3 separate regions of the Sus scrofa genome follow, and all the other regions are linked to region 2. The links are chromatin contacts, called in public Hi-C and HiChIP or PLAC-seq maps. All regions are on one chromosome and are shown on one strand. Each heading gives the region's core, a stretch centred on a gene start, on an enhancer-like site or on the middle of the called end of the contact. The rest is flanking DNA. Distances are from core to core; before and after follow the strand shown. Region 1 has its middle 190 kb from the start of EEA1. Region 2 has its middle 61 kb from the start of NUDT4. Region 3 has its middle 97 kb from the start of EEA1.

Region 1 (3,884 bases), core at 593-3,092, 150 kb before region 2:
TGTATCATGAACCTTTATCCCTTTGTATAGATTTAGAATAAGCAGGTTGAAGTCCTCAAAAACACTTTGCCATAATTTTAACATTGAGTTTATAGGTAATTTTAAGGGAAACTGACGTATTTACATGTCAAAGATATGGTACAGCTTTCCATTTTTTCATTTCTTTAAAAACATGTAATTGAGTTTTAAAATTTTCTCAGAAAAATCTTTGTTAGGTTATTTCCTACAAACTTTATAGTTTGAAAATGGAATCTTATTTTCTATTGTATTTTCTAGATGGTTTTGCTAAAGTTGATAAAAACTAGTAACTTCAAAAAATGATCAGATATTCACCATCCTTGCTGAAGTCCTTTCCTTTATTTCATTTTGTTGATTAGATCCAGGAACTCCAATATGTACAACAATTAACAATCAATGGTTACTAAACAGGAACAATGAAAGCAATACATGTCTGAATTCTCTTTTAAAAATCACATGGTCTGGTTCTTTAGAGTTTTCAAACAGTGCCTATATATATTACACTGTTTGAATTTTACAAACACCCCAAGAAGATAGGGAGAATAACTACTGGCCAATTTCACAGACAAAACTCAGTACAGCTGGGTTTGGGGAGCACGCAATTAGAAAGGAACAAAATTCATATTCAGGTCTTCTAAGTTCTCTTATTACAGCAGGCTAACTTAGGTCTAGTCAAAATATGTAAAACTGCATGATTTAATTCAGTAATATACAAAGTAAATTTTTATTTACCTCATATCATCCTGCAAAAGATGATATGATATAATCCTATCATTTTTAAAGAAAGCTGTACCAACTGATATTAAAGGTTCTAAATATATCTTAAAGGTTTAAGAACCATGGAGCCATATTAATTTAGGTTGTAATTCTATTAAAATTTGGGGCCTATACAATGGCAAAACACTCAGTTTGAGTGTTTAGGTGAACAAGTCAATACTGTGGAGCAGAGGGAAACTGGGGAGAAATATTAATCAAATTGATGTTTCTAATATTGCAAAGCACAACTTTTATTTGCTTGGACTCATTTAACATTTAAAAGCTGCTGTAAAAATAGTAGTATTTCCATTTTTCAGGAGAAAAAACTAGGTAAATCAGTTTCTTAATTGTGCAAAAACAGCCTGTTGGGAAATGACAGACCTGTGAACAGAACTCATGAATTAAGCCTGAGTTTGGTCTACCAGCAATGTGTAATCAAGCCTCAGTGATTCTCTCCCGGAAATCAATGCCCCTTAAATACAAGGAATGACATTTCAACAGACACACAAGCAAATAATTCCCACAGCCCCTTTAAAAGACTGTCAGGAAGCAATTAGGACAGCATTTGTTTCTGACAACTAGGATATTTTCCTTCCTATCACTTGCATTTCCACTTAAGGAATGTGTGAGAGACAGTCGCCTCTAAATGTTGCTGTTACCTAGTGTGTACGCACTGCACTGACCTTTGAAGGAATGCCAGGTGAAGAGCAAGAAAACACCCATAAAGACAAAAAGATGCTCAAATAAGAAGAATCAAAGTATATCAGAAGAGCAAACCAGAAAACTATAGCCTTTTTTAAATGCAGCTTTGCAAACTGAGTAATAAAATACAATAATGTGGAGTTCCCATTGTGGTTCAGCAGGTTAAGAACCTGACTACTATCCATGAGGATGCAGGCTCTATCCCTGGCCTCACTCAGTGGGTTAAAGAATCTGGCATTGCCATGAGCTACAGCGTAGGTCACAGACTTAGCTCAGATCTGGCGTCGCTGTGGCTGTGGCTGAGGCTGGCAGCTGGCAGCTGCAGCTCCGATTCATCCCCAAGCCTGGGAACTTCCATATGCCACAGGTGCAACCCTGGGGAAAAAAAAAAAAAGGAAAAAATAGAACACAGTAATGTAACTAATAAGAAGGCCTACATAAATGTGAACAAAATGGGGGGAAAGGAACTGCTTCAAATTCATTAGAGTTATTAGAACCACTGATTTCCTTTGAAACAGCACATGATTTATAATGACATTTACTGTAAGCTAGCTAGCAAAAATCTTATTTTTATGGGGAATAAATATTGTCAGAAAGACTAGTAGATTCTATTTTAAATCCTCAAGATTGTAAAATTGAGCTTTTGCAAATGAAGGGGAAAATTTGGCTCTTGAACAGGATTATTATGGAGTCAGTAATTTTTACTTAATCTCTTCTTATCAGCAAAAGGAAAAAAGGAATTGCCTCAACCTAAACTAATACAGTTTTCTGTGGCATAATAGACCATTACAGCAAATAATGCAGTGGCTGGCTCTACTGAATGAATCTTCTTTTAAAAAAAATGCCCATGCTTGTTAAACACATGAACTGTATGGGTTTATATTTGGCCAACTCATGTCCGCGCACCTGTTCATTCAGGCATTAGCACTTGTAAAGCAGATGAATGTTTCTGTACAGCGATGGATAAAAATAAACAACTATTCTTGTAACATTATCAAAATGATGTGACCAAATAGAAGATTGTGTTTCATGGGATAAAGTAGTCAAATTAGACATTTCCTCACGTTTTATGACTAGTTTGTCTTATTCACTGTGTATAAAATAGCTGACCTCCATTCCAGGAGAATGAGTAGCAACCATATTTAATGCTGTTTGCTCAGGGGCTCAAATACCGTTTTCATCGCCTCTGAGGCATAGCTTCTGAAAGTGATTCTGTCACATAGAGACCCAACCCTGGTGCATAACAGAGGAACATTTAATTCAATCAACAGTATATTTCTCCTGCGGAATAACCATGGTATTTCAACGTTGGCCAACTCTTTAGAAATAAAGTAGGTAGATGTTGGATAAGTCATTATCTTTTGGAGTGATGAGCTTATTTTTGGAGTGAGTTTATATACACATACATATTCATCTCCAGAAGAAGTTCCCCAGGACAAGTTATAAGAGCAGCCAGCAGTATCTCTCCTCATCTCACTCACTATATTTGAGCCACACTGGCACCAGGCTCCTTGAAAAATCTAGGGGTGGTTGTTTAAATCACTGTTCACAAAATTTTCCTATATGAAATTATTCATCCACATCCTTTGTTATGTGACTGCAAAGTACTGCCTACTGTGGGTAAAAGATTTTCCCTATTGTATGGATTTTGGACAGGGCCATACAGTTTTCTTTAGCCAATGAAATCTTCCTGAACATGACGTGAGGTCTTAAATGTGCTTGTGTGATTGCTTTTGGGCTGCAGCTGCTCCACAGACCCATGTGAAAGAAATAAATGCTTACAGTTTTAAGCCAGAGTGTGGATGATTGGTTATACCAGATTATTGCAGCAAAACGTCTCCATGCATGAGCATGTACCATTCCCTCCACCAGGAATATTCTTCCCCCAGTTAACTCCTACTTCTTAAGATATACTTAAATATCTTGGTTTAAATGTTTAGTACACAGGAGAGATAATGCAAACCAGACTAACTGCCCTCTCACCTCCTGTGTTTCCCATTTTGTAAGATTCGTTACACTTAGAGTTATTTGCTGCATGTCATCCAACTAAACAGTTAGCTTTTTTTGAGGGATGGGACCACAGTGTCTTATTCATTGGTTATTTCCAACACAGAGCTCACGATGCCTAGCACAGAGTGGATTTAATAAATATTTTTAAGTAATCTTTTTTTTTTTTTTTGAGGTATGTGGTTCTGTTACTTACAGTTGGGTAGAAATAACTTTCTGGGTTTTAATTTTCAGCAACTATATAAAATATACAATGATACCTATCTCCTAAGGCAGTTATGATTAAATAAATTAACCAATAAATTTAACATTCCAACTAGCCGACACATAGACACAAAGAAGGCACTTAGTAAACTATGATTTTTTTTATAAGAAAGATAAATATATCTTCCTTCTGTCTT
Region 2 (3,432 bases), core at 307-2,806:
TGCCCTGGCAGTTGGTAACACAATGTACAACAACTGCATATCGTCTCAGTTTTTCCTAGATGACCTGGGGACAGACGCATCCCCACAAGGAAAGGTCAAAGTGAAGGATCAGGTGAAATCATATTCGTACCTTAAAAAGACCCTCCACATAGCCTCCCCTTGTATAGCACATACTCAGTGCCAAGCACCTGTCTAAATATTTTACATATATTCAACTTACATTAGCATGAGAAGAAGCTAGTGTTCATCAGGAAAAAGTAAACTGCAAAGGGGATGAAAAAATAAGGCTTAATAAGTTAGTAAAAGACAGAGGAACTGAATGTAGACAAAATACACTCATCCAAGCTGAAAAATGTGTGGGGAAAAAAATCATTTCACACAAATGCCTTGTCTCACTCCACTCTTTTTTTCTTTTTACAGCCACACCTGCAGCATATGGAGGTTCCTAGGCTAGAGGTCAAATCGGAGCTGCAGCTGGGGCCTATGCCATAGACATGACAACAATGGATCTGAGCTGCATCTGCAACCTACCCCACAGTTGTGGCAATGCCTGATCCTTAATCCCCTGAGCAAACCCAGGAATCGAACCCACATCCTCACAGAGACTAAGTCGGGTCTTTAACCCACTGAGCCACAAAGGAAACTTCTCACTCCACTTCTAAACTTCCTCATGGAAGCCATGAAAACCAAAACCATTTAAAATAACAATAATTGGATTAATAAATAGAAGTTACGGAACATCTACTGTATTCCAAATTTGCATGTGTTTCATATTTGTGCATAACCTAGTGTTCAGGAATGGACTCTGAATTCATACTGTTTTGATATCTCAGGTATGCAATTACTAGCTATAGAATGTTGAGAAGTCTCTTTTTTTGCCATTTCTTGGGCCGCTCCCAAGGCATGTGAAGGTTCCCAGGCTAGAGGTCAAATTGGAGCTGTAGCCACCGGCCCACGCCACAGTCACAGCAACACGGGAAACTTATGGTTCCGAGTGGGATTTGTTAACCACTGAGCCACGACAGGAACTCCAGAATGTTGAGAAGTTTCTTAACCTCTCCCTGTCTCAGTTTCCTCATCTGTAAAATGGGGCTAATAATTGTACCTATCTCATAGGGTTATTGTACGATTAATTTAGTATATGTGAAATACACAGAACGGTGCATAGCATTTAGTAAAAGAATAAAAGTGCTTTCTGTTCTTATTAAAATCTCACAACATCCTTGCTGCTATCATACATTTTTACATATGAGGAAATGGAATTGAGTCAGTTAAGTAAACTGTGCCAGGTGAACCCACCCAGAATGTAGCAGAATAAGGATTCACATTAGGGTGTGTCAGATTCCAGAGCCTGGACTCTGAAGGAGCCCACAGGGACCTTTACCCACACTTACAGCAGAGGAAAGTCAAACCCGTGGTAATGAAGGCTATTGTCTCATGTTGCAGAGAAAGCCCATAACCAAGGTCATCGCCCTCTGGCTAGCTTAGTTGCAACTGGATCCCTGACCTTTGCTCAATTTAAGAGCCAATCCCAAGGCAGCCCAGAGCAAAGAGGTGGAGCAAAGGCCTTTTGGATAGCAACAGAAAGGGGTAAAGCCAACTCACAGGTTTGGGGTGGGGCGCAGTTGTTTATCACTAAGGAATCAATGCTAAAGGCTACTACAGACTAGAACCAGAGCCTTCCAGATCTTATAGTCAAACAGCCCTAATCACTGCTGGGATCAGAGTGCAGTGCAGGCTGGTCAGATTCCCTAGACAACAAACTGTCTATAAACATCTCCTCCAAGGCGGAAGCAAAGATAAGACAGGATGCCAGGGACAGAGACATTTCCTTTAGCCTCCTTAGGGGAAGAACGAGCTTAGGAAGATGGATTTAGCATGTGACATTTTCTTGCCTCTCTCTGACATTTGTGTTCCCTCTCCTCTTAGAAGAGGTCACAATGCTTGTGAACTCAAAGTGCCATCTTCCAAATACCCTCGGATCCTAGCCAATTGTCAAAGTGGAAGAGACACTCACATGATGCCAATTAAAATACACAGAGCATGGAAGAGAGGTCCATAGGAACATTTCCTAGATGCGCAACTTTTGATTTCATGATGACTTTAGAACAGATGTCAATAGATATATCTTTATCTCACCATTAGTTATATCTGGTATCTTCGTGGAAAAACCATTAGTTATTTGCAATTTTATATGCTTTCGAAAGTATATTATTGTAATCTTAATAGATAAAGGAATAAGGGTTAAAAAACAACTCTCTTGGAAAGGAGTGGGTAGGGGGTGGGAGAGAGGCTCAGTCAACAAAAATAAAGCAACTGCTATGAATCGTCCTTCCATTAATCCTGAGGGGAAACACAGCGTTCACACCATGGCCTTGGGCCCACTCAGAAGGACCTGAATTCAAATCCTGGCTCTGTCCATTATGTGTGACCTTGGGCAGGTTCTATGAGCAGTCCTTCACTGAAAAAATGAATATCCAGCTTTGATTGCTGTTCTGAGGAGTAGATGAGATGGTACATGACCAGTGGTTAAGCTTATGTATGGCCCAGTCTTAACTCAAAAATGTTACTTTTCTTCCCCTGTACCCTACCTCCTTGTAAATAACCTTCTCCAAGGCACAGTTTGTTGCCTGTATTTTTTGGTGTACCCTCAGTTGATTTATTCCTCTCAACTTTTATCCCTGCAACTTAGAGCAGTGACCAGGTGCTTGGTAAATATCGTTCATTCAGACTTGGTTATGCTGGAACTCATGTGCTCACTGTGAGCTCCCGGGGACAGGAACCATGCCAGCCAGCATCGGGCATGGTTGTGTTACTAAGTGTTGCCCTTCCCACCTTGCAAGATACACAAACACATCCATCTTCAGCGGCCAGGCAGTTGACACAAGTCAGCTGAATTAAGATAACGAGAATGGTGAAATCTGTGAGAAATGGAAGAGTGCCTCCCCAACTCTTCACAGATACTCCAATTCAACTAAACAGAACACATTTTTTAGCCAAACAAAACCATCTGGGAGCTCCCACTATGGCGCAATGGGTTAAGAACCTGACTAAAGCAGCTCAGGTTGCTGTGGAGGTGGGGGGGTTCAATCCCCGCTGGTGCAATGGGTTAAAGATCAGGCATTGCTGCAGCTATAGCATAGGTCGCACTGTAGCTCAGATTCAGTTCCTGGTCTGGGAACTTCTAAATGCCACAGGTGAGGCCATACAATTAAAAAATAAAATAAAAAAAACCATCCACCTCCAGGCTCTGCACCTCTGGCCATAAATTTACTACAATAAACAGAGCTTCACAAGTATTTTCTTATATCCAATCTCATTTGATGTTTCAGCAGTCCTCTAAAGTAAGCACTGTTAAGTTCATCTTACAGGCATCTGATAGAGAGAGAAACTGAGGCTCAAATACAGTAATTTGTCCAAATCCACCATAGT
Region 3 (3,568 bases), core at 370-2,869, 250 kb before region 2:
CGTTCAAGGCTTGGGAACACGAGCATCAGATAATGTGTTGATCTAAAACACTACATTATGAAATTCGATTCAGCCTTTTAAATCTTGTACACTTGCTGCAAAAATAACTGCTATAAAAGAAAAGCAGACAAGGTGAACAATGCACACCATGAATGCTCTTGTACAGGTGAGTTAAGGAGTATTTGCCTTTGTCTCACTTATATGGTGAAATTTGCAGTTACAACATAGACTTTCTAAAACAGCAAAGTGGAGATTCTAAACCAGCAACAGGCAGCCTCAGGGCTGATGTGAATTTGCTGGCTACCTGGTAGCAATACCAAAAGGTACGGTGGGCTGCAGTAGGTTTTCTCTAAACTTTGCCTTTCTTTTCCTTTTCTCTGTGCAGGCTATAAACAGATTGTAAATTGTGTGACACCACAGAACCTGAGAGACAATGTCAGGCTACTTTTTTTTTTTTTTTTTTTTTCTTTTTAAGACTGCAAAAACAGCATATGGAGGTTCCCGACCAGGGGTCTAATCGAGCTACAGCTGCCAGCCTACAGCACAGCCACAGCAATGCAGGATCTGAACTGCATCTGTGACCTACACCACAGCTCACAGCAACACCGGATACTTAACCCACTGAGCGAGGCCAGGGATCAAACCCACAACCTCAACTTCCTAGTCAGATTCGTTTCCACTGAGCCACGACAGGAATTCCAATGCCAGGCTGCTTTTAGTCTCATCTACCAGACCATAGAAAATTTGCTTTTTTACCCAAAATTGCTTGACCTGTGCTCTTGACCTTGATGCCTATGACTTCATTCATTTTTCAGAGAACACTGAAGCCGGAAGGACCAGGGAATGAGAGTAGGGACCAGATGAATGGTTGTATCAATGGTGTTTTTTCTGTATCTAATGATGTTTTGACATTTTGGGGACCTTGCAGACCTGGATAGAAAGGTATCCCTTTCAGGGCTAGCTAATTCCTAAAGATAACATCTTATCCATGAACACAACATTTGTACTCAAACCAACCAGTCCTGAGCCCATTTCCTCCAAGCATCCCCTTTATATAACTGTCCACACTCCAAGCCAATATTTTCTCTGCCCTAAATCATCCCAGGCAGGTACTGAACAACCAGAGACCACCTCTGTAACCCAAAGCCTGCCAGAATTAGTCAAATAAGCCCATTTGAGCTGTTTACTCTGCCCTGCCATGTCTTTTCTGCAGAGACCCCATTAAAGGCTCTGGCCTAAGCATTCCTCTGGCCCCTTTCTGCCTCCTGACCAAACCCAGTGCTCCCTAGGTGGCCCTTGTGGCATTGCAGCTCCTCTTGGGAAATGCAGGAATACATTTCTCTTTCAATGGTACCAGCATCTCCATGTCACAACTCAGTCACCTTCATGAATTAAAATGAGCACAAATGAGACAATGGACTTTTGCTGTCATTTTTAGAAACATGGGAGCTTAGCTTCAAGTCCGGCTCAGAGACAATCTACTTTCACAAAAGAAGCATAAGTGACTAACACACAGGCCAGGACGGCAAGCAGACACTCTCTCTCGCTCTCTGCCTATTTCTGATGTGGCCTAGTGATGCATCAGGAAGCACATACTCTTGTTGACTTTCTATCATGACACAAAATCCAGAATACTTGTGTAATCTTCTGAAGAAAGTAGAAATGCAGGTCTGTAGAGGAAGTGAAACAGTAGAGCCTTGCCTTCCTGATTCCCCAGTGGAGCCACTGGAATAGCAACACCAGTGATGACAGTGGCGGTGAACACTTATGTACCGAGTGCCTGGCTCTGTGTCCAGTGCTTTACAAACATCATCTCTTTAAACTTCACAACTCAGCTATGAGGTAGCTGTCGTTGTTATCCTATTTTAGAGGTGAGAATTGAGAGGCAAAGGTCACTGGTCCAAGGTCATGTGTTTGTTAACTTGTGTTCTGGGACTAGAGACACCAAGTCTAAATCCATAGCCCATGCTCTCAACGCCTACCCTGTGCTGCATCCGCCATAGACCAATGAGGCCCATTCTCCCCTTGGATGCAGAACCAAGGGCACAAGTCCTTTGTGAATGAAATGTCAGTCTGAAAACCTCAACCCCTGGTCGGTATCTCCAGCTGGCTGATGGATGGTGCCATGTTGCCTTCCAAAGCAAACATATTTTTGGTAGATATTCAGAAGCAGGGCCATGAGGCAATATTGTGAAATAGGCAAAACTCTCGATTTCTGGTGGTTGCTTTCCCTGGAATTCAGTGCCGTCATTAACACTGTGGATGACTCAGATCACTCCACTCCCAATTGGCTCCTCTGCGGTCTGTGCCTTAGACCCCAAACTACTTCTCTGTCAGAACTCCCACTCCTTTTGTTTTTGAAATCCACGGAAGGTTCTGAATTCAAATGGACCTGGCTTCTAATTCTACCTGTACAGTTTCTAGCTATATGACCTTAAGCTCTAATTCTCTCATCTGTAAAACTGCTATAGGAGTACAAACTTTCTCAGCAGTTGTTTTTGTTTTGTTTTTGTTTTCGTTTTTGTTTTCTGCACTCATGGCATTCGGAAGTTCCCAGGCCAGGGACTGAACCTGAACCACAGAAGTAACTTGAGCCACAGCAGTGACAATGCTGGGTCTTAAATTCTAGGCCACCAGGGAACTCCTCCCAACTTTTTCATAAGGATAAAAATGACATGTCATGGAGTTCCCATCGTGGCAGTGGAAATGAATCTGACTAGTACCCACGAGGATGCAGATTTGATCCCTGGCTTTGCTCAGTTGGGTTAAGGATCTGGAGTTGCCGTGAGCTGTGGTGCAGGTCACAGATCCTGTGTTGCTGTGTCTGTGGCATAGGCTGGCAGCAACAGTTCATATCATATCCAACCCCTAGCTGTGGGTATGACCCTAAAAAGACAAAAAAATAAATAAAAATTACATGCCATGATGTGTGTTGTCAAGATCAACTCTTAACACATAACTGGTGTTCCATAATGATAGTTCAGTCATAAGGAATAGTTCCCTAATTTCCATATATGCTATTTGAATATAAAATAACTACATTAAGGGAGTTCCTTGGTGGCCTAGAGGTTAAGGACGTAGCATTGCTACTGTTGCGCCTTGCATTACTGCTGTGGTGCAGTTTCAATCCCTGGTCTCAGAACTTTCACATGCCACGGGTGCAGACAAAAAATAAACTATACTAGATTCTAGAGCCACAAAAGAGTCACCTCTTTGCACTATAGACACACTTCACAAAATGGCTTGATAAACCAGCCATGAAAGTAAGTACTGGCAGCACATGTTTGTTAAGTATTCAAAAGAAATAGGGGAAGTTCTGATAAAACTGGACAGTAAAATAAATTAAAAGTAAACAATAGATCTAAGAAGAGAATGCAGTCTGCTTTACAATGCTGCCATGGGTTTGCAGTTCCCATTTCATGAAACTCTAAAGTCTTTTTAAATAAGTTCAGCAAAAATGATGGAGGGGAAAAGCAGGAAGCGAAGTGTCATGAAACTGAAGACTTCATCTCGGCTCTGCCACTTATTGTCCATATAACCTTGGAAACATCACTCAACTTTGATGGAC

Evidence for each region. A called contact is a pair of places that touch in the nucleus more often than the background predicts. HiChIP or PLAC-seq counts read pairs in DNA pulled down with a chosen protein or histone mark.
Region 1: a contact with region 2 is called in an H3K27ac HiChIP or PLAC-seq map of skeletal muscle. The contact joins two enhancer-like sites. A contact is called at or near these places in 1 of 5 promoter capture datasets (liver), 2 of 47 Hi-C or Micro-C datasets (liver and skeletal muscle) and 1 of 2 datasets of contacts at active chromatin or transcription factors (skeletal muscle).
Region 3: a contact with region 2 is called in a Hi-C map of liver, with 2.0 times the contacts expected there. The contact joins two enhancer-like sites. A contact is called at or near these places in 3 of 47 Hi-C or Micro-C datasets (liver and skeletal muscle).

Annotation. Positions count from the first base shown.
Region 1 is chr5:89,936,974-89,940,857 of Sscrofa11.1, reverse strand. No RefSeq gene overlaps it. Among named protein-coding and RNA genes, the nearest start is that of EEA1, 190 kb to the left of the region's middle. Within about 2 kb of position 1,842, at least 3 of the 83 cell types and tissues checked have an H3K27ac peak or open chromatin away from gene starts, as enhancers often do. A contact at or near this core is called in skeletal muscle, where this site is marked.
Region 2 is chr5:89,787,610-89,791,041 of Sscrofa11.1, reverse strand. No RefSeq gene overlaps it. Among named protein-coding and RNA genes, the nearest start is that of NUDT4, 61 kb to the right of the region's middle. Within about 2 kb of position 1,556, at least 11 of the 83 cell types and tissues checked have an H3K27ac peak or open chromatin away from gene starts, as enhancers often do. A contact at or near this core is called in liver and skeletal muscle, where this site is marked.
Region 3 is chr5:90,032,677-90,036,244 of Sscrofa11.1, reverse strand. No RefSeq gene overlaps it. Among named protein-coding and RNA genes, the nearest start is that of EEA1, 97 kb to the left of the region's middle. Within about 2 kb of position 1,619, at least 7 of the 83 cell types and tissues checked have an H3K27ac peak or open chromatin away from gene starts, as enhancers often do. A contact at or near this core is called in liver, where this site is marked.